Linked DNA regions of Mus musculus: regions 2, 3 and 4 are each linked to region 1. Evidence: chromatin contacts called from public HiChIP or PLAC-seq data. All regions are on one chromosome and are shown on one strand. The core of a region is the stretch at or near the end of the contact, and the rest is flanking DNA. Distances in the headings are between cores, read along the strand shown. Region 1 overlaps Trpm8 (transient receptor potential cation channel, subfamily M, member 8). Region 2 overlaps Sh3bp4 (SH3-domain binding protein 4). Region 3 overlaps Ngef (neuronal guanine nucleotide exchange factor). Region 4 overlaps Sh3bp4 (SH3-domain binding protein 4).

The links. HiChIP or PLAC-seq counts read pairs in DNA pulled down with a chosen protein or histone mark.
Region 2: an HNF4G HiChIP or PLAC-seq map of pancreatic cancer cells shows a contact between it and region 1. The contact joins two enhancer-like sites. A contact is called at or near these places in 3 of 115 datasets of contacts at active chromatin or transcription factors (epiblast stem cells, extraembryonic endoderm stem cells and pancreatic cancer cells).
Region 3: an HNF4G HiChIP or PLAC-seq map of pancreatic cancer cells shows a contact between it and region 1. The contact joins two enhancer-like sites. A contact is called at or near these places in 5 of 39 promoter capture datasets (the C10 cell line, hematopoietic stem and progenitor cells, liver and 2 more), 1 of 115 datasets of contacts at active chromatin or transcription factors (pancreatic cancer cells) and 1 of 9 other capture datasets (adipose tissue).
Region 4: a FOXA1 HiChIP or PLAC-seq map of pancreatic cancer cells shows a contact between it and region 1. The contact joins two enhancer-like sites. A contact is called at or near these places in 6 of 39 promoter capture datasets (the 3T3-L1 cell line, HPC-7-derived erythroid cells, the SN4741 cell line and 2 more), 1 of 15 datasets of contacts at CTCF or cohesin (the NIH/3T3 cell line), 1 of 484 Hi-C or Micro-C datasets (myocytes), 14 of 115 datasets of contacts at active chromatin or transcription factors (the NIH/3T3 cell line, astrocytes, embryonic fibroblasts and 9 more) and 1 of 9 other capture datasets (embryonic stem cells).

Annotation. Positions count from the first base shown.
Region 1 is chr1:88,356,113-88,361,219 of GRCm38.p6, reverse strand. Trpm8 (transient receptor potential cation channel, subfamily M, member 8) reads right to left here. Exons shown (of 27, transcript NM_134252.4): 19 at 1,477-1,568; 20 at 494-635. Among named protein-coding and RNA genes, the nearest start is that of Gm51639, 27 kb to the right of the region's middle. Within about 2 kb of position 3,554, at least 21 of the 459 cell types and tissues checked have an H3K27ac peak or open chromatin away from gene starts, as enhancers often do. A contact at or near this core is called in pancreatic cancer cells, where this site is marked.
Region 2 is chr1:89,106,597-89,111,321 of GRCm38.p6, reverse strand. Sh3bp4 (SH3-domain binding protein 4) reads right to left here. Exons shown (of 6, transcript NM_133816.3): 2 at 3,986-4,064. Among named protein-coding and RNA genes, the nearest start is that of Gm34331, 5.4 kb to the right of the region's middle. Within about 2 kb of position 2,526, at least 148 of the 459 cell types and tissues checked have an H3K27ac peak or open chromatin away from gene starts, as enhancers often do. A contact at or near this core is called in pancreatic cancer cells, where this site is marked.
Region 3 is chr1:87,484,452-87,489,338 of GRCm38.p6, reverse strand. It overlaps Ngef (neuronal guanine nucleotide exchange factor), which reads left to right. Exons shown (of 13, transcript NM_019867.2): 5 at 1,388-1,540; 6 at 3,054-3,183; 7 at 4,666-4,740. Among named protein-coding and RNA genes, the nearest start is that of Snorc, 17 kb to the right of the region's middle. Within about 2 kb of position 2,753, at least 31 of the 459 cell types and tissues checked have an H3K27ac peak or open chromatin away from gene starts, as enhancers often do. A contact at or near this core is called in pancreatic cancer cells, where this site is marked.
Region 4 is chr1:89,076,391-89,081,424 of GRCm38.p6, reverse strand. All of the region lies in intron 1 of Sh3bp4 (SH3-domain binding protein 4), which reads right to left. Among named protein-coding and RNA genes, the nearest start is that of Sh3bp4, 8.5 kb to the right of the region's middle. Within about 2 kb of position 2,929, at least 30 of the 459 cell types and tissues checked have an H3K27ac peak or open chromatin away from gene starts, as enhancers often do. A contact at or near this core is called in pancreatic cancer cells, where this site is marked.

The DNA.
Region 1 (5,107 bases), core at 2,305-4,804:
GACAGAACCAGCTCTGGGGAGCAATATCCCCTGCCTGCCATTTCTTCCTGGCCTGTATGTAAAACAAGCCTGTGGTCTTTCTCTCACGTACAGGGTGTGGCACTCAGAGTCTAGTCATCTCTAGGCATTTGACTCCCCATTTATTGTTAGAGAAGCATATTCACCTCCTTGAATTAGAACAACCCCATCCATAAAAAAACGCATGAAAGCCCCTCCCTACATTCGTTCTGAGCAAGCTGTTCAGGCTCAAATGGAAGCATGCAGCAAAGTGTTAACTCTCAGGAAGACCCAGAGACTTGCTGGTAGCAGGATGCGTGGACATCGTTGGTTCTTTAAAAGAACCCTCTTCCCTAAAATCTCCCCTGAAAGTGGCCTATGTTAAAAATATAGCAAAAAAAAAAAAAAAAAGCAAGTGCAAGCTATGCTGTGGACCGACTCTGAGCATGGCAGGCATGGCAAGAGAAGGCCACCTGCCAGGGTTGCTGGCTCTCACCATCCGCTGCAGCATTATAATCTTGGGTCCCAAGTTCCTGCTGACGGTGAAAATGTGGATGAGCCTTAGCGTGAATATAATGTAATCCAGACAGAAAATGACGCGCCCAGAGTACAACGAGCTTTTATTAGAAGAGTGGAGCCTGTGGAGAGAAAAGGAGAGTTTGTGGGACAGGGGACAACATTTCCAAGTTTAATGTGGCATGATTGTGTGTGTGTATATTCTGTGTACACACTCAAACACACACACACACACACACACACACACACACACACACACACACACGCACGCACGCACATTGTGGAAGCCGGCGGCAGACATTGAGTGTCTAACTCCATTGCTTTCTGTCTTCATTTTTGAGTCAGGGTCCTGAACTGAACCCAGAGCTCACTGATTCGGCCAGTGAGCTCTCTCACCTGACTGTCTTGCCCCCAGCCCTGGGTTCAGGAAATGGTGGGTGCTGCCATCCCCTGTTTTATCTGGGTTCTATGGGTGTAAGCGCAGTCCCCACACTGATGTGACAGGCACTTTGCTGCCTGAGCCACCTCCCTACCTCACTTTAGGGCCTTTGATGTTTTAGACTTACCTGAACTCTCACACACTCTAGCTCTGAGGTTTGCAAGATACACTGGTACCTGGAAGAGTGACTGCAGGGCCAGCATGCTGGCTAAGGTCACATGCACCTTCAATTAAATGGGCCAAAATGAACTAACATTGGAAGATGCTAAACATCCCCAGTGACCTCTCCTTGGATTGTAATTATGCCCCCCTCCAAAACCTGTCTGAAAAACAAAAAGGGAAATTTTCAAGAACCCAGAGTGAGGAGAAACTTATGGTGGCCAAGTTGTGTCTCCACAAGGCAGAGTCAATGGGCTCTTATGATCACCTCTGATGGGGGATGAAGTGACAATCCAGGCCTATCCATGGACTTGAGGTGTCCCAGATTTACACCTGAAGTTGGGAAGGTGGCAAGAACCACTTACCGGAATACAATACCCGCTATGAAGTAGAAGAGTCCCAGGGTGTCCATAACGTTCCATAGGTCGGTGAAATAATTCACTCCGTTCATGTACCACTGCAGCAAAAGATGAACAGACAGAGCAATGGGCATCGTGGACACCAGTCTCTGCTAGACTTGTAAGTGTCCACTCAGTTTCTCCCAGGACACTTCTGAGACTGTTTGTGTCAAGGGAGCCCTACCAGAACCCCACTGATCCAAGGGGACCAGAAAGATAGCTGCTCCCTTAGGCATGTGCAGCCATCAGAGCCAAGAAAAGGAGTTGTGTTCTCCCACCCTTCAAAAATGAAGCCTCAGGGAATGAAAGTGACCTGTGTGGAGAAACATGGAACCTCGCGGTGACCACGGACAGCGGTGTAGACTGAGCCCTGCACAAATACAAAGTACCATCCAGTTGTCATGAGTTGCCGTAGAGTTGTGTATTTACAGTAAGTGCATTATTTCTGGCACACACAACAGAACAACTTGATTAGTGAAATCTTTTAAAAGATGTCTACAGGGAAGAAAGATTATTAATTGGGCTCCGTGGTGGTTTGAATATGCTTGGACCAGGAAGTGGCACTATTAGGAAGTATGGACTTGTTGGAGGAAGTGTGTCACTGTGACGGTGGGCAATGAGACCCTCCTCCTAACCACGTGGAAGCCAGTCTTCTCCTATCAGCCTTCAGAACTCTCAGTTCCTCCTGCACCATGCCTGCCTGGATGCTCCTGCTTTGATGATAATGGACTGAACTTCTGAACCTGTAAGCCAGCCCCAATTAAATGTTATCCTCACTAGAGTTGCCTTGGTCATCATGTCTGTTCTCAACAATGAAACCCTAACTAAGACAGGCTCCACACACTGGATTTTTTAAGAATGCCAACCTAGCTGTCTGATCTTTTCATTTGCCTACTTGCTCAGAATCTGGCTACTAGGAGCCTAAGGACCAGACTCCAGGGGCAGCTCAAATAGGGGACAGAAGATTCACTGAGGTGTGATTCTGATTCCCATGTTCATGTCCTTGTCTTCCCATGAACTCACCCACCAAGTCTATTTGGGACTCATATATCCTATGACCTTCTCTGCCTCTGACCCCAAAGCCTAAACTTAGGTGCCCATCCTGGGGATAGTGAGTTTCTCAGATCCACTGAAACCCTGCAATCTGGGATGTAGGATGCACAGCTTGAGTTGCCAAAGGAGGGGAACACTGCCAGATCACAGTGGAACAGTGAAGTCCCCCAGGTCTGGGCAGCCCGGGCCAGACCATGTTCCACTGTGAGGAGACAGGCGCAAGGTTAGGACCCTGGGGAGGACACAGGAGCATCCATTTATCTGGGCAGTGCTGATCCCCAGGGCAGCAAAACCCATTGCCACTCCATGCTTCGGAAGTGGCTGGCACAGGCCCTGCCCACCTGTTCTCTTTCCCATTCCCGCTGGGAGGCTGGTACACACTGATCTGTACAACCCCAGCCCAGCCTCGTCTCGCCTCAGTGACTTCAGAAGCCTGGCCATATTACAGAACCAATAGACAGAAGAGGCCTGGGCCACAAGAATGCCACTACAGGGAGAAAAGATTTCGGGTTTTTTTTGTTGTTGTTGTTGTTGTTGTTGGTGGTGGTGGTGGTGTTTTGTTTTGTTTTTAATGAAGAGACGCCTCTTGTCTAAGGGGGGAGAGTGCAGCTCTAAGCTGTGTTCCTGAAATACCAGGATGTGTTCACCATCTCTTGCACTGTGACAGCCTCAGAACTGAAGGAGCTTTCAGAGAAGGCAGGGTGGAACTTACAACACTATAAACAAACATCCACAGTGCCTGCTTAGCTCCACTAGGAGTCGGTTAACAACTGTGTCTGCACTGGGGACTGGCGAGGTCAAATTAGCTGTGAACATCCCCGCTCTGGGCAAGGGACGTCCCTCCTCACTGAGAGCATGGGTATCTGAGTCCCAGGCACAATCTAAAACAGACAATGTCCTGTTTAGGGGTTTCTCCTAACAACCATGAGTGAGTCTGGCCCATTAAGACTGCACAGGCCTGCAGAGCCTTTCCTTGAACAACCCAGGTGAGGAACTTGCAGAAACAAAGGGAAATAGCGCCCTCTAGTGACAGATTTCTCAAAGACAGGGCCTCACTGTTGTTCCAAGAAAGGCCACCTGGGTTTCTCTCTGCTCAGAAGAAAGTGAAGGCAGGATCCCTCTGTATGTCTCCTTATCTCTGGCCTCAGTAGTCCCATAACCATGGTGACCCTCAGGGGTGACTTACAAGCACATTCCTTGTCCTGTATTAAGAACACACATTCTCAACAACATGACAATAGCAGCTCTGGCTCCTGATACACACAGCAAATGAACGTCTAAAACAAATCACCCTGCTTGATGCTGCTCCCTGGACCACCAGAGCATGTGTCAGGACCTAGGGAGCTCGGCAGACTCCCTGATGGGGTCAGTACAAGAGGAGACAACCTGATCCAGGTTTCTGCATCTCTTAAGGGTCTCTTCAGTAGAAAATGCACCCAGACAGGGAAAGACCAAAGAAACCAGATTACTGCACACCGTGTATTTGCAACTCCTGCTGGGCTTTCCCTCCCTCTCCCTGCCTCTTTCCTCCCCTGTCCCTTCTACCCCTGTCCATCCAATGCTCGTGGCTTAATTCCCTATCGGCTGTGAGTCAATTGACCCTCTGGTCCAGCAGTTCTCTGAATGTCGAGAGTCCCCTGGCTCTGATTATCACACACAGAATATTCCAGCTCCACTCTACTAGTGACACATCACAAGCCAGAAGAAAACTTGGAAGTAAAGGCTGGCCACAGGGAGAGAGGCCATATGTGGAAGAGCTGTATCTCTACACTTAAGTCCTCAGCCCTCTGCTTGGGAACGTGACCTTGTTCGGAAATCAGGCCACTGCAGATGGCGCTGACAGGTCGAGATGGAGTCCTGATCCAACATGACTGTTGTCCCCAGGAAACAGAGAAATTAGGACACACCTGCACATAGGGAGGGCACCATATGGGCATGAGGCTGCGGGTCAGAGTGTCACATCCGTCAGGCACAGAGTGACAAAGATGGCCAGTAAACTTTCAGAAGCTAGGGGACAGCACAGCAGAACAGTCACTTCACAGTACTCTATGGGGTCAACCCAACCCACAACTTCACGTTGGACTTCTGCCTTCCAGAACTATAGTCAGTACACTGGTACTCCGGCCATCCTGTGTGTTTTCTTCCTCCACCTCTGCTGACGTTCCACCATCTTCCACACCACTTACCTACTAATCATAAAGACAGGCATATAGGGCACAGGTACCCAACCCCCCCCCCCCAGCCCTCACTTCCATAGCAGACATCATTAATTGATTAAGACATACTAAGAATTGACAGAGGGCCCCAGAATCCCTCGCAATCCAGGAGTCCTGGAGACTGCACATAAAAATCTACCAGAGAGAGTTGGCATGACAACATAAGCCAACTCAGTGTTCTTAGACTAGTCAGGGCAAAGGCAGTATGTTTCCCCTTCAAATCTCTTCCACCCCTGAGCCTTGTACTTTGTAATCTGTAAATACTCCATGAGTTGTATACCTAACAAATACTTGCTAAATGGGTATATTTTAAGGTTCGGGTCCAGAAG
Region 2 (4,725 bases), core at 1,277-3,776, 750 kb before region 1:
CCCTTAATATAAACAACACTGGAATTTTTCTTCCTCTACAGCCCAACAGCTGCCCCCCCCCCCAGCCTCAAGTATGATTAGAATGTCTTCCCTGTCCCCAGGGCACACCTGCTTGAAAAGGCTGTCACATGGGCGGCCTCTTATAAACAGTAAGTAGGCTTAGGTTCCTTTCCTGTCTCCCCCCACCCCAGTCCCCCACTCCACCCCCACTGATCTTGCCCACCTTCAGCTGAAGTCCTTTACTGACTGAAGATGCACAGATTTTGTGGCTGTCTCAAGGCAGAGGTTTTGGAAGACACCAAGAACAACCTCCCGTAGCCACTGCTGGCCTCAGGCCTCCTTGATCACCTGCCAGAAACTGTGAGGTCACACCTGACCCCCAGAGAGGCCCACAGGCACCCAAGGGAGAGACTTGGCACTTGAATGTCAGATGGAGATGGTCTGAGCCGGCTGAGGGTTTCATGCTGGCCGGGCTATGGGCATTAATTACTTTGACTCTGTCTGGGAGCCACTATCTCCTGCTCTATGTCCTGATCCTAACCCACAGCTCAAGAGTGAGCCCATGACTTTGTCCCATAATGCCACACCTCCTAAGGGTCCTATCACCCCTCAGTGGTACCCCAGGCTGATAGTCAAGCCTTCAACACATGGGGCTCTAAGGGGCATTCAAGATACAAGGTACATAACACAAGCTCAAAATTTGTTAGTGACTCTCCACGATGCATAAACTGGTTTTCTAAAGAAAAAGTCGATAGGCAAGCCACCATACATTGATAGAACCCTCCTTTTAGACCATTTAATTTCTTAATTGTATATTTGACATTTAAAGACATTTACCATCCCAATATTAACTTCACCTGTTAATTTCTACTCTGTGGCTCCTTGTGGTTCTCCAAACAGGTCCGTGATGGGATCAGGGATGTGGCACATGCCCAATGACTCCTGTGGCCTCCCAGGTACAGACTAAGAAGTGAGTTAAGGTACCCTGGAGGGCACACAAACCCGGTGGAATTCTAGGCCTGGGCTTTTCTATTTCACACTAACCCCCTGAGCTAAGCCGGAATGAGGCCCTCTCAGAGGCCTATTTTCTCATCTGTAAAATGGGCAGGGAACACAGAGAGCCCTGGGGCCTAAGAAAATTCAAAAGGAGCAGGTGATCATCAAAGCTGCAGGGGACTCTGAGCCACACGCTGGTGTGGAGCTGGTGTGGACCGTAGAGGGGGATGACGTAGTGGGAGAGGACAGGACACACCGGACAGACAGAGAGCTCAGGCTCTCCATGACCTCAGGCTCCCTGCTTGTTCTTACCTGCTGGGCTGAGCTCTGAACTGTCTCAGGTTAGAGAGCACGAGTTAGACAGACTCCCTGGTAGACAGACTAGAGGGAGGGGGAGCGCATGGCTAGGTAATAAAGGTGTCGAATTTCAAGAGGAGGGTTCCTCACCTCCCCACTCCAGACTTGAGACAAAAGCCTGGTAGCCTAAAATAAAAGTCCTGGAGGCTTTGGTCTCCCTTCCCTGCTGAAGGTCCACCTCAGCAAATTCAAGGCTAGGTCAGGACAGGTCACATAACAGTTGTGGGCCCACCAACATTCATCATACCTGTCTTCAAACTAACTAACCCTAAATTAGGGGAGAGAAAACTTCAGACAGACAGACAGACAGACAGACACACACACACACACACACACACACACACACACACACACACACACACACAGCCCTAAAGAGACTGATATCCCTTTGCAGGCATAAAGACATGCGGCTTTACAGACAGAGGGCCTTTTCTCTGTGTGCCTGCTGCATGCCTGTGTTTCTAACCTCATAAAACCCTTCCTTCAACTGCTGACTCTCCCTGCTCCTGTTTGCAGTGTTTCTACAATTTCTACAATGTTACCTGTGGTGCTTAAGACTTTTCCCGCCTTTTAACGAACCTATCAAGCAAGACCCCTATCTATCTATCACAGGTACACGGGCTGGTCACACTGGCCTCAAAGATGACTTGAACACTGCCCCCATCACTTTGAGCAGCAATATGCATGGTCATAGGGCAAAAGATTTTCAACTGGAACCAACTGGGGTCAGGAGCAGGCTAAGCTTTTGCACCTTATATAGCAGGTGTTCTAAGTAAACAACAGAAATGGCAGCGCAGCACTTTGGGCATCGAAACGCTGGGCAGCTCTCTATCACAATGACCTCTGAGCCAATCAGGCTATGAATATAAACACTGAGAACATGGGACAGTTGTTTTCCTGGGACAAAAATCACAGGAACTGACCACTATGTATCACAGCCACCAAGTGTTGGGCTTTCTGAGTGCTGTGATGACTGACGGGGAGTCCCTGAACTGCACCCAAAGATATATCATCTCGGGGTAAGCACCCTTTGCCTACCTCAGCACACTGGGTTCTCAGGTAGGAGACACCAAGGCCCACTGGCTCGCCTGAGATGACAGAGTCACCCCAGGGCACCTCCTATTTCCTCTTCCCTAACATCTCGCTGGCCCTGTGCATCTGGCAGAGCGCCAGAAAAAGCAAACCACACAAATACCACCCAGGAAAGTGCTGGGGCCAAAGAGCAGTCGCACCCTTTAGTCTCCTCCAACACAGATCAGAATAGGGCCTGCTCAACCAGCCTCGACCCGAATAACCAAGAGCAGTAAGGCTGAAGAGGGAGAGCAGAAGCAGCCCCCTGCCCCATTTCCTGTTGCACAACCCTCTGGAAACCACTGTGTTCACCCAGAGAGAATCAAGCCACAGCCACCCATAGTAAATTCAGAGCCCTTCCCCCCCCAAGCCCCCAATGCCAGGCCAAAAGAATGTGTGGAATGTGGATGGCTCTCAGCTTGTTTCCACAACCCAAACACATCACCATCCACAGGGCAAGGAACTGCACTTATAAGGAAAAGGCCTGCTGCTGGCCACTTCCTGGGCATTAAACCCCCAGACCTCAGGAGCCTGAACACTGACCCCAGCCAGGGCTGACAGCTCCTGCATACTTTGTGGTATCCCAGGACACCCAGGCACTCTCCCTACCCTAGTGCACATGTGGACTCGAACACAGACAAGACAAAAAAGATCAGCAGAGACGTAGAAACAAATACCAAGGAGCTTTCTTGGCTTCACAGAGGGCACCGTGGATTTAAAGAAAATGCCTGAACAACTCTTGTAGCCAGCAGTGGGCTTTATGAAAGTGCATATATGTTCCAGAATGGAAGATGACATGACCCAGCAGCTGGTCCTCAAATTGCTTTTGCAGCCTCCAGAGCAGGCACTCTGCACTCAGAGGTAGTAGCCAGAAAGACACAAGGTGCCGCCATGTCATGTGTAAATTCCTCCTCCACTGACTTTACTGGGGACAGTGACAGTCCTACCAGCAGTCAGATGGGAAAGATCAGAAACAAATCCAAGAACACAACACCATGTACCCACTAATCCTCTTCAGCCCTTCCTCCCGACACTCCTGGAAAGGGTGTGTGCGTGTGTGTGATCTCGAACCTCAGGGCCAATGGAACCAACTGCTCATCACTGGACTTGAGAAACTCATGTTAAAATAACAGCTCCTTTGTGCAAAGGCAGGACAGGCCACTGGCCCTGCCCCATGCTGTCACCAGAGACAGCAAGCTGCTGGGCTGGTTTGTCCATAGGACATGAATGGGAATTCTCAGAAAATAAACAGGAACGTGGCCATCCCGGAAACACACAGGTGCCAGCCTCAGGCAACTGACCTTTGCCGGCAGGGCTCACTGAACTGGAGAAGATGAAGGGGGGGTGGGTAATAAGGGAGGTGCTGGTGATACCTGTGAAAGGACACATCACCGGAAACTTCTGAAAGTTATTTCCCCTTGCTTCTGTGAATCTCTGTGTGCTGGAAGCCTTCCTCCTCTCTAACCCTGATATGCATTCACTGGCCTGTGCATCTCAGGCACCAAATGCTGCCCTACTGGGTAGAGGTTAAAGGGATCAACCTTATTAAGGGCCTGCTTACCTGCTGGGGGATGTTGGCCTCTTGATGTCAGAGGAAAAACTCCAAGACTCCACCTTCCATCCTCGAGAAGAGGGATGCCCTAGGAGACAGAAAGGGCAAGTGTGAGAAGATTCTGAGAGTCGACTCTGTTGTAAGTCTTTGCAGAGGTGGGGGTAGAGATAGACAGTTAGGCAGCAGATCCGTCACTGCAGGCCTCCCAGGCCTGCGCTGCTGGAAGGACACAGCAACCATCTCTGGGCTACCTCTGCTCCAGCCACTGGTTATTCTGCTCCAGCCACTGGTTATTATAGAGCAGCAGCCAAACCCAGGTAGATTCCAGCCCAATGGAGCAGGTGTGACACACCTCAGGTATCTCTGTGACACAGTGAGACAGCCACAGAATGACCACCAGCAAGGGCAGAGTTGATCACCATACACCATGTAAGATATGGTGGGGCTAAAGGCTTGAGTTCCCGACGCCATCTACCACACGTCAACTTTCAAGAACTGGGGTGCTTGTACGGCTGTGCACATTTATAGGAAAGCTGCTCTGGGCAGCGTAGGAGGAGAAGGGTCCATTCTGAGCACCTCCCTACCTCAAATGCCACTCTACACGTAACAGCTGTCACACACGCAGACCCATATCCGTGCCCCATACCTTCACAAACCAACCTCTGTGTCCCTGTCCCTGCATCTACGTCACGCACACCCACAGGGCTTCACCTCTGGTTCGATGGAAATACGAATCCCAGATGTACCGA
Region 3 (4,887 bases), core at 1,504-4,003, 870 kb after region 1:
CACTTGTCATTCCAGTGTTAGGGATGGGGAGCTAAGAGAATCCTTTGCGCTGGCTAGTGGCTGGTGTCTAGCCTAATTGGCAAGCTACAGACTAATGGAAGATTGTCTCAAAAGAAACTAGGGGCATGGCTCTTGAGGAATGACACCTGAAGTTGACCTTTGACCTCTGACTCCCCTCCCCCCCAACACACACACAGATGTAAACCAAAAAGCCCATTGTCTTCTCCAGCAGGTTGGCCAGTTGGTAGCCCTGGGTCTCTTCCCATTGGCCTCTGAGACCTGTGCATCTTTATGGTGCTCTGAGTTAGAGGGCTCTCCTAACTGGTTAGAGTGATGTTGAGCTGAATCTTATGCAAATCTGTGTGGGTCTCATGACAATGCCCAAGGTCTTCTGGGAACAACTGCTCACATGGAAATACGAAAACCTAAGCTCCCTGCAGGCCAGGGCCAGTGGAGCCCAGATTGCTGCTTCTTTCTCCTCTCCATGAGGCATCCAGCAATCCAGGAAAGGATGTGGGATCTGTGTTTCCTGAGGTTGGACTTGGGTAAAGGTGGAAGTGAGCTCTTGTGGAGGAAGAGGAGGAGGGAGAGGAGGAAGAGGAGGAGGAAGAGAAAGACCAGGAGGAGGAAGAGGAGAGAAATTAGGATGAAAGGTTCATTGAGCTGTTCCCAGCATCCTGGAGAGCACTAGGCCAACTTCCCACATTCAGATTAGGTGGGGCATGGCGAAGACATCCCTCCCCTACAGTGAGGGTCACTCAGTGTCACATGTGGAAGCCCGATTGCTCTTGCTGTCTGTGTGTGGGCCCTCCAGTTGCCCCTTTGCACTGACACCTGCCTTTTCTTCGGAGTCTCTGCCTCTGCTGGCAGCCATCCTATCCTCCTATCCAGTAACTTCTAAGGGTGATGGCTCATCGATGCCAGAGCAACCCGTGCAATCTCTGAGCTTGCTATTTACACACCAACTCTGATTTTAATTTGAAAAATTCCACAACACAGAAGTAGAGACCCCCATGTTACACTCCCCATGCGTTGTCCATTGGCTTAATGAGTGGTGGCCATGATGCCAGTCTAGGTTCATCCAATCCCTGCCACTCCTAGTACCCAGGGGACCATTGTGAGACACAGCTTGCGCATCATTCTGTTACACCTGCAAACACATCAGTACACAGTAAGAGTTAAAAGATGAGCCTCATGCCCTCTCTCCCTCTGCATACTTCTGGTGGTGTTATCCACCTAAAACCATGGCTGTTCCCTGTTGTGTTCAGAGGAGCACAGAGCATGCAGAGTCCCACCGACCTTGGGAGAGAGTGCTGGTCTGTCCAGCCCGGCACACTAATCTCCAGGCACCTTCAGGGACCTTCAGCCCAGCCTCTGTCTCTCGCAGGTTTTTGCTGGAGCTAGAGCACCGCATGGAGGAGAACATTGTTATCTCGGATGTGTGCGACATCGTGTACCGTTACGCAGCTGATCACTTCTCGGTCTATATCACTTACGTCAGTAACCAGACCTACCAGGAAAGGACATACAAGCAGCTCCTGTGAGTATACCCTGCCTGGGTTCAGCCATCCTTGCCTGGGCATTCCCCAGGGCCACACTAAGTCACACAATTTAGCCAGGTGGGTGAGAGCATCTGACTCTAGCATGTTCCCTGAGATCTTGGTGTCACTAGAAAACCAGTAGTCTGCCTGTGCTCCAGGGGAGTCATCTGAAGCCTCCAGACCTGTCTCCAGAACAGCCAAGAAATCCCTGTAGGAAAGAATGTATAGCCACAGGGATGATCCAAGGTCTAGAACATTGGAAATATAGGTTTGAAGTAGTAAGAAAGCCAGTGGTGGGCAGAAAGGAGTCTTGGCTTGTCATGCATTGCATGTGAACTAGGAGACAGTCTCCCATTTCACGACCTTCCTTTGGACCACAAGGAAGGGGTTGCCTTTTGGTACCCACCCACGCAAACCAAACAAAGCAAGACAAAAGTCTTTCCAGTATGAGAACCTATAGTAGAAAATCAAGACCAGGTTTGCAGTCCCATACACAGTCCAGGTACAGGGGTCTCTGGGGTGCCCTGAGAACAAAGGCAAGGTTGAGGGCCTCATTAGAACAGACAAATCTACCCAGGTTGCCTGAGGAGGCTGGCAAACTCTGCCTGGCACATGGCAGCAGCTACTGTGTTAAGAAGCTGTGGGTCAAAGGTGGCAGTTCTGTGACAGTCACTAAGAAGCATACTGCAGCTGACTCAGTGGGTGGGTTTCTAGTCATTTGTGACAGAGTCAGTTCCCCATGGCTTCTAGGCTCTGTTGTAGAGCCAGAAAGGTTTCAGTGTGCCACATGCCCACTGTTCAAATAGCATCTGGATTTGATGGCCTTTCTATCAAGCCACATGGTTGAAGTGGACATTTTAAGCTTTGAGTATCTAGGCATTCATCTGGGTGCTTCCCAGTGACTGTTTGGAAGTGGTGGGAATCGGGTGCTACTTCTCTGATTAAGCAGCAAGCAGAATAGATGTCTGTGTCTTGCAGTTCCCAAGAATCCCCAGGATAGCTGGTCACCATGGAACTTTGCCCTGTGGGTGCAGCTGGGGGTTCTGCTCCCCCTAGCAGTAGGTACAGTGACTGCCCTGATGTCTGCTGCTACCCTGCAGTAAGTCTCTGGCAGTTGTCTTCCTGGCCTTCGGCAGCACTGGGCCACGTGGCCAGGCCACCTGTCAAAAATAGCTCAGGCTTTCCTGGCAGGTGCCTTAAGCCTGCAGCGGGTTGCATCTCTCCGTGGGTTTACCTTGCCTCGGCTTCCTGCCTGATGAAGTCATCTAATTGTATGTCTGATTCATAACCTTGGCTACAATGGGATTCTTACCCCTCCCACACAAATCATGCTTTGCCAAGTCTTCATGGCCAGGCATATGGAGCCACTATTGTTACTTGACGTTTACATGAACAGTTTATTTTCCATTTTGAAAAATGAGAAGGGGAGGGAGAAGAGGGTGGGGGAAGCATCTTCTATTCACACCTCCAGGGCCTGAGCTCAGAGACAGCCCCCTGTGTCTGGATCTTCAGACAGGAGAAGGCCGCTTTCCGGGAACTGATCGCACAGTTGGAGCTGGACCCCAAATGCAAGGGCCTGCCTTTCTCCTCCTTCCTCATCTTGCCTTTCCAGAGGATCACGAGACTCAAGCTGCTGGTCCAGGTGTGACCCCTGACCATGCCCTGGGCTCTACAGGCCTCCCCTGTCCAAGCCTTAGCTCCTTCTACCTCTCCACTAGTATTTTAGAGAATCCATTTGTTAAATAAGGGCCAATTAGGGCCTTACTGTGCTCCAAGCAATGAGGGCTCAGCTATATTCCAGAAGTAAAGATTGGCAGACATATCCAGAAAAGTGGGCATAGCTGTCAGGGTTAGCAATGAGTTAACCCAGTCGAGGGTGCCTGCCTGGTTACTGCCAATTGGAGGAATCAAGAAAGACAAGCAAGATTTAAGTGAGGCTCAGCTTAGAGGAGCCAGTGGCATCAACATCTGGAAGAAAGAACACTGTATATAGAGAAACCTGAAAGTTCAAAGGTACTGGGGAAACAAGAGTCATAAAGCATGATGAGAAGGACTGCAGAGGTGTAGGTAAGAGGTGGGGAGGGGGAGGATGTCTCAGGTTCCATCCTCACCTGATGTGGCTGACATTTGTCACTGTGGCTGCTACAGAGGGTGAGAGCAGGCGTAGAGGAAAGTTGACTTAGGGTTTCTCTTCCTGTATAAAACACCATGACCAAGAAGCAAGTTGGGCAGGAAAGGGTTTATTCAGCTTACACTTCCACGATGCTGTTCATCACCAAAGGAATTCAGGACAGGAACTCACACAGGGCAGGAACTTGGGAGTCAGGGGCTGATGCAGAGGCCATGGAGGGATGTTACTGGCTTGCTTCCCCTGGCTTGCTCAGCCTGCTTTCTTAAAGAACCCAGTACTACCAGTCTAGGGATGGCACCACCCACAATGGGATCTCCGCCTTTGATCACTAATTGAGAAAATGTCTTAAGGCTGGATCGCATGGAGGCATTTCCTCAAGGGAGGCTCCTTTCTCTGTGATAACTCCAGCTGTGTCAGGTTGACACACAAAACCGGCCAGTACAGAGTAGACAGGGTTATACTCAGCCTGAGAAGCTATGTTAACTGTGAACTGAAGAAAACTAAAGGTTAGGAGAAAAGATGTGTTACAGTAAAGAGACCAGTCAGGCAGCCAGGCCTCCAGGACCCTGATGACTAAGCCTCCAGTGACCACCCCAGAAGGGAGGGAGAGTGGGAGGGAGGGAGGATCCCGTGTAAACACTGTGTCTCACTTGGGGACAGAGCGAGCCCTTACCCCTGCCTGAGTGACCAGGGTCCCTTGCTGCTTTGCACTGCCTCTGTGCTGTGCTCTCGATGGGCCGCTGGTTCTGCAACAGCATAAAGTATCTACCGGCCCTCGGGGCCTAAACTACTGAGTTCTGGGCTTCCCATTAGCATGCTGGGTCAAGGCATCCACCCCTGGCCTGGCTGAGGACCCCGTGCTCTCTGTCCATCCAGCCAAGGGCTATGTGTGTTGCATTTTTAAAGCTGCACCTGAGAGATGATAACCACTGCCAGGGAGGACGGGGAGGGGAAGAGGAAGAGTGGGGTAACGCAGCTCCATCTTGCCTTCAGAATATCCTGAAGAGAGTGGAGGAGAGGTCTGAACGTGAAGGCACCGCCTTGGATGCCCACAAGGAGCTAGAAATGGTGAGTTGTTTCCACCGGTGTGTCCTGGGGTCCGTTTTCCCTCTAGGTCACTGTCCCTACTGATCTCCTCTGTTACTGTGATCTCTTAGCATTTCATTTATTTATTCTGAGATTTACTTTTGCAGTCCAGAAGAGTCACTAAGGGGG
Region 4 (5,034 bases), core at 1,680-4,179, 720 kb before region 1:
TGGATTCTGCAAGCCTGGAACCTGACTGACGACCAACTAGCGGGTAAACTCCTACCTTACCTACCCTGACCTACACATTCCTACATGACCTAAGGCTTGAGACTCCTCTCCTGCCCCAACTTCAATCTGTAAGCCCTACCTTCCTCCCCCGTGTACTTTAACACTCTCTCATGCGATGAGTAGACACCCCTGCAGAGCTGTCTCTGGGGTCTCCATACCTCCTTTACCTACTTAGTCAGGCAGTGAGTGGGTTAACATTAAGCCCAGCGCTTGACCTCAAACCCAATAAAGGGAGCACCTGGCACTCAGAACCAAATCGCAAAGCTAATGAGCCCTGAGTGTTTCAGACCGCCAGCCAAGCCAGTCCATGACCCTCCTTAGGGTTTTACAAGGCCCCCAAAATGCTGCTTCATGTTACCAATGGGTAGATGAGTCACACGCACAGCCAATGCCAAAACCACTCTCAGGAGACAGGCCAAAAAAATATTCCACCCATAAATTGGTTTTTCTCTCTTGCCAGACTGAAGAAGTCCTGTGACACTGAACTGCAGTCTGGAGAGAGAACTGTGACCTGGGGCAGTCAGCAGCCGGGATCAGGATTTCTCTCAATGAACACAGAGGTTCCCAAAGTCAGGTCGGCGCCTTTCCCTGTGCTAAATCACAGGCAGAGTGCAGTCTTTCTGATAGAGAGCCCCTAAGTCTCTCCTAGGCGACCTGGAGAGCTCAAGACCTTGGCTCTCAAACCTGAAGACATGAAAGTCACCACCTGTCCCCTTCCTAGGTGCAGCCCCTCACCCTACCCGAGGGTCCCAAGAGAAACACAACTTCCAAGAGTAGTGCACCTTAGGGAACCAGCCCCGAGGAGAGGTGGGCAAGGGGGACTGCTTTTAGAGCAAACAGAACCTGCCCCCAGCAGCATCGCCTCGGGAGGGGCTTTACTGTACAGGATGAGAGTCGCCAATAGTCAATCACGGTGAAAAGGGCTTTATAGATTTTGACTCATTCTAAGGGAAGCTTGTACTGAACGATGCTTATGTTTATGAGATATTCCCTGAATGTAGCTTATGATCAGAGCAACTATGAACTGTGTGGTTACACGGTTAAGTATGCCTTTACTACCAGCCCCCCCTCACTCTGGAGAAAGAGGCAAGAGAATCTCCCACGAGTTCAAGACCATCGTGGTCTCTTCAGCGAATTTTAGGATAGCCAGGGTTACATACTGAGACCCCCCCCCCCCCCGTCTCAATAAATATAAAATGTGCATGATGAACCTCAACACGAACCTAGAGTCAAAAGCAGGAATGCAGATCCTATTTATCAACCTGAAAACATCGACTTCAGACAAGCACCTTAAAAAAAAAAGTATTTGTCCAAAACAGATCCCTGTAGCCAGAAGCACCATGCCGTAGTACCCTCAAATCTCACATAAAAATGTGAATGGCTCCGTCATCTGTGTGGAGACTACTGCTGTGAACTTCCTCCCCTTTAACACTCTCCTGTGTTCTAAAAGGAACATTTAGTTATTGAGTAATAATGCAAATTCAATGCAGAAACAGATTTTGGTTGGGGGGGGGGGGGGGAACAGTGATAATTTTTAGAAAAGGAAAAAGCATCTGTTTTGTGGACAACTCCTGCATCTATAAAGTACTCACAGTGCAGCAACCATGCTTCCCCAAGCCCCAGCCAAGCAAGGCACAGGATCCTCTAGCAAGCTGCTTCCTCCCTTCCTAGAGTCTCTCTCTGCTTCAGGCAGAGCAGACCAACCTACGTCTGGGTCCTGGAGCACAAACTGCAGTATCTCATCTCTCTTCTTCCTCTACCTTACCCCCCTCCTCTCCCTCTACGGGGCTCCTCCTCTTCCTCCTCCTCCTCCCAGGACCTTGAACAAAGGGCAAGGTAAACACACTTGCTCTTTAAAGGTCAGCTGGAAGGTCCAAAGAACCAAAACCCAGTACTCTGTTCTGATGAGAAGACATCCTGACCAGGTCACACCTCCATCAGGTCACTGCCCTGACCACAAAATGCTCCATTTACTCAATATTTAAGAACAGAAGTGTGCACACAAGACTCACAAGAGGCCCTAAGTCAGGATGAATCCCAAATCTACCTGGGACAGGGTGTGGACACTTCTCATGATATCCTTTGAAAATCCCAATAGCAAGAGGTCCGCCCTGAGGTCAACACTTACAGACCCAACTTCAAAAGGAAAGACCGGGGAAGCCCAGGTTCTTCTGCACTGGGACTCGAAACTGGCCCAGCCAAAGGCCACTGTAGAGGCCTCTGGGGAAAGGAACTTCTCAAATTCTAGCTCACCAAAGTCTCTTTCAGCTATTGTTTGCCACGACGGCCTGGTACAAATGCAGCGCGCTAGGAGAACCCCCAATAGGCTTTCATTTACTTAATTCCCAGCCAGGATCTTCCTGGATGACTTTGGTTATGCAAACTAGCCCATTTCAGATTTGACAGACCACAAAGAAACAGCTACTTACAGACATGTCGCAATGCACGACAGAGGGGAAAGTCCGATAAAGTCAGAAAGAATCTGAAACCACAGAAGAAACTCTTATGTTAAAAATCACAGTTGTTTCAAGTGGGTATCATGTGTATGTGTGTGTGTGAGCGTGTGTGAGCGTGTGTGTGTGTGTGTGTGTGTGTGTGTGTGTGTGTCCAAACAATGACAAGTCCTTTGACTCTCTCCTAATTCTGATAAAAACATAAGCCAAACTCGGTGTGGTGGTGCGCACAGGAATAACGATGGATCCTGATGTCTTATCTCCACTATGGTCTTGGAGAGGTACCAAATTCAAATGCCATTTCCTGGCCCCAACCCTTAAAAGGTGAGCTATTCAAAGGTTTCCCAGTACCTGCCAGGAATAGAACTGCTCTTTGAAAGGCTTTAGGAACATATTTCTGAAATGAAACACAAGTTTTGTGATAGGATGTCTGGCTGAGAATAAACTGTAGCAGCCAGGACCATGTGGCTATGCTCTGCTCACCCCTTTAGTGCCACTGGGCTGCACAGAACACAGGCTGCTGTGGACCAGCACGATGCATTAGTAGTTCATAGGTGAATTGTTTTCTGGTAGTACCCCGATTTTCCATACATGCATGGACTACATGCAAACTTCTGACAATGCTGTCTGTCAGAGCCATAGTCCTTGGTGAATTTCAAACACTTAAATGCATTTGAATTTTTTAGCATATTCCACAGACAACTTTGTATCCTAAAGCTATTGAACGTTCAAGCCCCTTTACAAAAAGCAATAACATAAGACTGATAGACAAAGGCAGGGTATATCTGCCTGAATTAAAAATTCAATTGTATACAACTCTGTGATGGTTACCTGACAGCATTTTAAGTAAGCTTATTATTATTCATAAAATAAGCCAGGAATTACTCTGGTCATATATGCTAAGTTTTTAGAGTGCCAAGATACCTTAAAAGAGAAAGTTAGGCTTGTCAGACAGAGTCACCACTGCGTTTCACTCGGCCAGTGCACCCCGTTGTGCCTAGAAGATGCATAGATTATGAGATATAAAGAACAGGGGAGGAGGTCAGCCAGTAAAGGGACTAAGTTCAATCTCCAGAACCTAATAAAAGCAAAAGCAGAGTGTGACAGCACACACTCATAATCACAGTACTGGGGACTCAAAGACATACAGACAGACAGACAGACAGACTGACCAACCGACCCCTGGAGCTTACTGCCGAATTCCAGGTCAGAGAGAATGTCTCATAAAGTAAAGGACTGATGGCCATGGCTGTCCTCTGGCTTCCACATACACATGTACACACATGCACCTGCACAGAGATACACATGCACCCACACATAGGCATGTTTAACCCCCCCCCCACACACACACAGGTAGACTAACTCCCCCCCCCACCACCACCACACACACAGAGGTAAAGGCAAAAGGACACTGGATAGACAGATAAATGGTACGGGTCAGCTCTTGACCTTGGGAGACCAGGGGGGGCTCTGTTTGGGGAGACCTGATGGACCCTGGGGATGAAGGTACATCATGAGCCATGTCTTTAGAACAAAAGCCCGCCACCAGCCCTCACAAAGGCTGTGCAAGAGCTGCAGATATTAACACCTGGGCAGGTATTTGCAGGTTGTTCTTAGGCTGCTAGACCTGAAGAATGTCTCTCCCTCCTTCCCTGGACCTTCAATCCTACTGCCCATGTGATGTCAGCCCCTGAATATCTGAGAGCATCTCGGCCCTACCCTAGCTCCTGCCATCCTGTCTATCTACTTACCCTCAAGTGATGGATCTGCTTCTGTTACTACTCGAAACTCTTCTCCTTTGTCTTAACAGCACAGCTCCTTCAGAACTAACCCGCAAGCCTCCAGGCCTTCATCCTAGGACTCTCAGTTCTCTTTACTGTAACACAGCACCCGATGCCACCTGCTTCGGCATCGGCACACCCTTAGCCTTCCGGCCCACCTTCACGGGTGACCCAAGGTGGCAGCTTCACAGTGAGTCTCCAGAGCCGACAAAGCAGAGAAGAGCCCAGGCCTGTCCCCTTTCTCCTGTGTTTCTTCTCTTCTCCTGCCTGTGACCTGATGTCTCCTCCAATACTATACATACTACACCGAGGGGATCCAATGTCTCCTCCCTACCAGACCTGCTAACCATAGCTGGCTGGGGCTGACGATGTCTTGCTAAGCATGGCTAACAGTGGAAGGGCATTTCTCTCCGGTGTACCTAATGCTGTTAAAGAGCATGCCTAGGCTTTAAAATTACTTTACTGCTCATCATGGTGGAGTAAATCTAAGCACCCATTATCTGTGTGCTAAGCCCAATGATTTCAAAAAGACCCTTGACAGAGCCCTGGACCTTTTTCCTCCTTTACCTGGATGGTCCCCAGGAAGGCTGCTGGACCTCCTTACCCCTGCTTTAACCTGCAAGATCACCTCATCACACACACCTGAGGACCAAATCCCTTCTAGCCAGTTTTCTTCCAAACCAGAAGCAACCAAAACCCAGCAAGGAAGGACCTACCATTACCCTGTGATAAAAAGGCCA